2 separate regions of the Mus musculus genome follow, and region 2 is linked to region 1. A link is a contact called in public Hi-C data. All regions are on one chromosome and are shown on one strand. The core of a region is the stretch at or near the end of the contact, and the rest is flanking DNA. Distances in the headings are between cores, read along the strand shown. Region 1 holds the start of Otulin (OTU deubiquitinase with linear linkage specificity). Region 2 has its middle 28 kb from the start of Otulinl.

What was found. Hi-C and Micro-C count contacts between places; a contact is called where the count stands out from the background.
Region 2: a contact with region 1 is called in a Hi-C map of bone marrow-derived macrophages, with 67 read pairs. The contact joins the enhancer-like site here to the promoter of Otulin in region 1. A contact is called at or near these places in 4 of 39 promoter capture datasets (the C10 cell line, the HPC-7 cell line and neutrophils), 3 of 15 datasets of contacts at CTCF or cohesin (CD8 T cells and the NIH/3T3 cell line), 55 of 484 Hi-C or Micro-C datasets (the AML12 cell line, B cells, CD4 T cells and 36 more), 15 of 115 datasets of contacts at active chromatin or transcription factors (CD8 T cells, DN3 thymocytes, the HPC-7 cell line and 11 more) and 3 of 9 other capture datasets (adipose tissue, liver and macrophages).

The regions. Positions count from the first base shown.
Region 1 is chr15:27,629,186-27,632,100 of GRCm38.p6, reverse strand. Otulin (OTU deubiquitinase with linear linkage specificity) reads left to right here and starts at 1,408. Exons shown (of 7, transcript NM_001013792.2): 1 at 1,408-1,643. The coding sequence starts at 1,492.
Region 2 is chr15:27,707,966-27,710,665 of GRCm38.p6, reverse strand. No RefSeq gene overlaps it. Among named protein-coding and RNA genes, the nearest start is that of Otulinl, 28 kb to the right of the region's middle. Within about 2 kb of position 1,250, at least 75 of the 459 cell types and tissues checked have an H3K27ac peak or open chromatin away from gene starts, as enhancers often do. A contact at or near this core is called in CD8 T cells, the HPC-7 cell line, the MNK3 cell line and 12 more, where this site is marked.

The DNA of each region.
Region 1 (2,915 bases), core at 159-2,658:
CATGCTGGCCTCGAACTCAGAAATTCGCCTGCCTCTGCCTCCCAAGTGGTGGGATTAAAGGCGTGCACCATCTCACCCAGCACAAATGTTCTTTCTATAGTTTATCCTCTTATGTTCCCACCTCCCCGAGTTTATCTTTACAGGTTCTTTACAAAGAACATAGCCCTCCCCTGAAAGAAAGTAAGATAGTTTAGTCTGGAGCCAAGGAAATATGAGGCACAATGGTCCAGGAACACAGATTTGACTTATTCCAAATAGTCTCCATATGCTCCAGCCTAATGGCTTCCTTGCTTTTTTGTTTGTTTGTTTGTTTTTTTAAATAGTAACAGAACAAATCAAACATTAAGTCAAAGGTCTTTCTAAAACGCATCAGGTAGATGGTAGAAATGTTTGTTAAATGTTTGTTATGTGATCTGATGTTATTCTGGCCGTAAGTCTGTAGATCCCAATGATTTACCTAAAAGCTATAATGAGGTTGGCAATAAATGGCTATTAAGGAGAACTGAAGATCGCCCAAGACTGTGCAGCTTACTCCTAATCGGTAATATTCTAGCTCTCCATAATCAAGGACGTTTTAATCACCCAATCAGCCTTGGGGATGTTTAACACTAGTGTGCTCCCCTCACCTCTGAACATCAGTTTAGTCCTATGCTTTAATATTTAACTGCAGGCAAAAATGATCTTTCATAAATGGCCTTATAGAGAGAACACGGAAAAGACGAAGCTCAAGCTTATCAATCTAAACTTGGCTTTTTATGATCTGACTTCCAATCTTACTTTTCGGTTCTGCCCCTGAACCTATCTGCAGGCTTCCGAAATGTCCCTGCCTCGCTATTGCTCCATACTCGGGTTCTGCCTCAAGGCTGGAGCCATGCCTACTAACTCACCCACTCTCCCCGGCTTCTGCGCCTCCACGGTCATACCTTGGAAATCTGTTAATGTCAGCCCTTTACTCTTACTCTTAAATCGATCACATGAAGCAATCTAATTCAAGATGGCACAGAATGTTGTGCTTGCTCAACTACGACCCCACAGCCGAGGTCAAGGCCACGTGGGCTCCAGAGGCCGCGCTGGCACTGAGGAACGGTGCCAGCAGAACTTTTAGGGGACCAAGGATGAAGTTCTGTACCGAGGTAAGTACTACCCGGCATCCTAACTCTCTCAACTCCACACCGCCCAGCCGCGTGTCCTGCCCAGCCTCCAACATCCCCCAACACCACCTACTGAGCCCGGACATGCGCAGTGGGCACACGGCGCGGGCCGCTCCAGGCTCCGCGGCTCAAATCCGCTCTGCGCAGGCGTCCTCCCTCCATTCCCAGCCCCGCCCGTTCCAGGTCCCCTAGCCTCTCGCCACGCCCCCTTGCTGCAGGTCAAAGGTCGCGGGGCGGGCCACAGTGACGCTTACGGAAGCGCTCTGCGGACCTCGCGGGGTGCGGGGCAGCGCAGCCACGGCTCCGGACGGCGGGACGGCAGGGCCCGGCGTGGCCGCGGATGAGTCGGGGAACCATGCCCCAGCCCGGAGCGTGGCCCGGTGCAAGCTGCGCCGAGACGCCGGCGCGCGAGGCCGGGGCCGCGGCGCGGGACGGCGGGAAGGTGACGGCCGGCGCGCAGCCCCGGGCCGCGACGCGATGCCCGGCCGAGCAGTGAGTGAGCGGGGCGGGCGTGGGAGCGGGCGCGGGCGCGGGGCTGCGTGGGTTCCCTCGGTTTCAGGTCGGCTACCCAGACCGAGCAGTAGAGAGTCGGGAGTGTGGACCCTGTCACAGCTCGGTCACCCAGGCCGCCACACTCCCGCTTTGACAACTGTCCAATCCTGAAGTTAGGGAAAGCGCTAGGAATTTGGGAAAGAAATCCAGAGAGGCCCCTTTAATGATCCACTGACTCCCTGTAGCTCTTTTCCCCTAACCTAGCTCGGAGGAAGTGAGTTCGCCCCAGTAACAGCCACAGAATTGTCCTGCGATGTCACCACTTGAAGAGTTTCCCACCTGTTGGACAGACTTTGGCCACAGGCTGGCCCTCTCCGTTTTACCCCGTCAGACCCTGGCTAGGTATTCCTACCACTCTTTGCTTTTACACACACACACACACACACACACACACACAGGCACACAGTTTTAGAGCAGTTCCTTATTGACTGTGAAGAAAAACAGTAAGTTAGAAGCGATTTCACTGTGCAGGGTTTGGAGGTGTCTACTGAGTTCGTGGCACAGTTCTAGATGTCTTTGGACTTAGAAAATCAAAAGCTCCGACAGTCAGTTTTCTTATGATCCAAAAGTTAAAGCATAAGGTGTGTCTAGATGGACCTTTAGAGCTCTTTCAATTTCCTAAGAAGGGGTCTTTTGAAGCCTTGTTAAGGAAGACGGGATATAATAGCAGCTCAGTTGTGAGGTGCTTTGCGGTGGGCTTTGACCGCTTTCGTTTATTGAGCGCCCGAGTGTGATGGTAATTATTCCTGTAATGAGCTAGTGGTAACAGGAAAGGTATAGAGTGGGAAGCCTTAACCTTCTCTAAGAGCTAGGCTGCCAATTAGCGTTAGTGACATTGTCTGTTAGCTTTGGGACTTGGGGAGCTTTTAGCTCTTTATTTGGGTCAGCATTATCTAAGCTTCAGCCATAGTTGCTGTAGTCAATGAATCTAGATAGCCTGGTTTTTTTAAATGAAATGTCCTGATTCTTAAGTAGGGACACTTATTTTTCTTTCTATTGAGCTCCTTTATATTACAGGGCCATGTTTGAGTTGGTCTAGTCTGTGGTTGCCAGGTTGAAACTGTCTAGGTTAGAGATGTCTCTTTCCTCTGCTCTTCCTCTGCTTCCTGACGGCTCTGCCTTTCAGCCTGCTTTCCTAGTCCATTCCTTTCCTGGATGCCCAGCCTTTTAAGCCCTGCACCTCAGTCTTACCCTAGCAGTTTCACATGCCTT
Region 2 (2,700 bases), core at 1-2,500, 79 kb before region 1:
TTAAGTAGGATAGAATTAGAATTTGATCTTCGTGTTCTTATTGAGTGAGAACTTCTACCAGTAGAGTGTTTCGTTCGGTGAGGGATGTTGGGAGGAAGTTACGAGTTAAGGTACCTAGGAAACAGAGAGACTGGGATGTCCGTGGAGAACCAGGGCTGAAGCAGTCATTCTGTGGTAGGGCCACACCTAGCATGCATGGAGCTCAGGGTTCTGTTCACAACACCACCAGAGGGTTGGGAGTAGGGGTGGGGGCAACCTCAGTCTTCTTGTTAGTGTCAACAGGTGGGAGGGACAGGGTAGATAAGAGCAAATGGGCATGTGACATCTCGTTGGGCTTCATATCAAGGTAACCTTTCCATTCCTGTTTGCCTGGGACATTTCTGTTTTGTTACCCTTGAAGTGTGCGAGTGTTTTCTTCTAGATCGCCCATCTTATTTTGGGGAGCAGGGTTTCTCCCTGAACCTAGAGCTCACTGATGTCCGTTAGGCTGGTGAACCAACTCCAGAGATCTGCCTGTTGTCTTCAGTCCTGGCACTAGGGATGCAGGCATATGCCAGTGTGCCCCGCTTTTACATGGGCACTGGGGCTCTAACCCGGGTTCTGACATTTGCACAGCAATGCCACTTTTCTAACTCAGCCACCTCCTCTGCCCCAACCTCCCCGTATGTTAACGTCCTGGGAATTCCTTCCATATGGGGTAAGCCTAGACAACCTCTCCTCCTCTTCATCTGTGCCAGAGAAATGAGTGTCAGGCACACAGAACAGCACTGGGCTGCACTCCTGGTTCCTGGGTCTGCAAGTCAACCAGGCTCAGCCAGCACTGTCTGAAGGACATGTTGGGAAAGAAAGGGGTAGGGTTGGGTCAGCAGTCGCTTCCAAAACATAGGCCCTGGTACTGATAGAAGCTCTTCATCGAGAGTGATGTTTTTTGAGACCCTGCTCTTCTTTGGAAGAGGTTTTCGTGAAACCATCCTTGGAAATATTCCCTGGCTCTGATGCAAGTGTTCAATGGAAGAGGACCGTGCCATCTCTAGCTGGATTTATGTTCCTTTCTCCTCATATCTCTTCAACACGGAAGGCAAACCCAACCCATGCCCACGCATACCCTGCAGGTGGTTCTCATCAATATAGGACAAAAGCCGTTTAGTTAGGAACGGCAGGAGCACACGCCCCACTTCTCAAGCCACTGGCCTATGGTTCTTCCTGGTCTCAGCAAAAACCACCCTGGGTGCAGTGAGTCACTGGCTCTCAGATGAGGAACAAGGCAGTGGGGACTTCAAACCACAGGGGCCTTAACAACCCACAGAGATGGGACCCAGTAGCTACGTGGAACCCTAGAGTCTCAGTGTCCCAGATCTGCAGGTGACCTTACATGTGAGGCTTCAACATGTCTGTAATTCCAGGAGCCCCTTTCTGTCTGAGTGGACAGTTCTTGTCCATAAAGTGATTTTTTTTCTTCTACGTGGTGGTGCCTCACTCTTGACTACAGACATCCTGTCTGCTCCTTCCTAACACCCCAGCTTCAGTCTCTTGAGGTTGCCTGCTCTGAAGAAAGCATTAGAGGAGGGAAATCTGAAGGAACCACTCATCCTTTAATGTCCATTGTTATGACCTGTGACACAGCCTTGGCCACATTCCTACTGTCAGTCTAAGAGGATAGAAGCAGGTTTTCTCCAGTTGTTGTTTTGTTCCATTTAATAATCAGTTGTCCATGAATGTTGACACCAGATAAAGCATCTTTAGCTTTAGTGTGTTCTAGGACCCCCTCTTTTCATCACAGCAGGGGGTGGGTGGGGTGGGAGACAGAGGCAGACATACAGAGAGCAGGGAAAGGCAGAGAGAAATGAACATTACTTGTGGTAGTTTAAATATTAGATCAAGTCACATCTAAAGCCGAGCCAGGCAGAGGTGTTAGTCACGTGAGCCAATGCTTCCCTTTTTTTTTTTTTTTTTTAATGAGCTAGTGGCTCTTCCTCCATGAGCCAATGGCTCTTTTCTCCACGAGCCAATGGTTCCTTTTTCCATTCCTGGCAGAGTGAGTTACATCATTCATCCACCCACCTACCTAGGAATGATGACTTACTGAATTTTTCAGTGGGCTCTGTCATAGAGTAGACTAGAGTTCTGACTGCAACAGATATGACAAAGGCCACTGTATGTCCCACCAGGACCCTCTTCTGTGGGTTCCACAACATGTGAGTTTGCTGGACCACTGCCTCTCTGACATTTGTATAGAAAGTGAATCCCTCGTTGCCCTGTCTCATATCATACTGTGAGTAATGCCCTTGGTCATATGGCAACAGGGACAGAGGGCACGACCTTGGGTGTTAATTTTCCTGACTTCATACTGGTATTGGCATGGGAAACCATGTGCATGTGTTTCCTGTAACTCAAAACTGCTAAGCTGGGCAAGAATGTCTGACTGCCCTTTCATAGCTAGGTGTCCCCATCTGCAGACATCTTGAGATCTTGAGATCAATCCATCCGATGGGACAAGCCTTCACAATCCCTGGGAGTTGTCCTCTATGCTAGACGTTAAGCCAGGACACGCCACTTGCCAGAAGGCTGAGGTGGAGAATATTCTGGAAAGTCTGGATAGCATATTGTGCTGGTTGAACTTCTAATGGGGCAGGAGTTCAGAGCCTGTTGAGTCAGAATCATGACAGCAGCTGAAAAAGAAAAATCAGGTCCCTCGGGTCA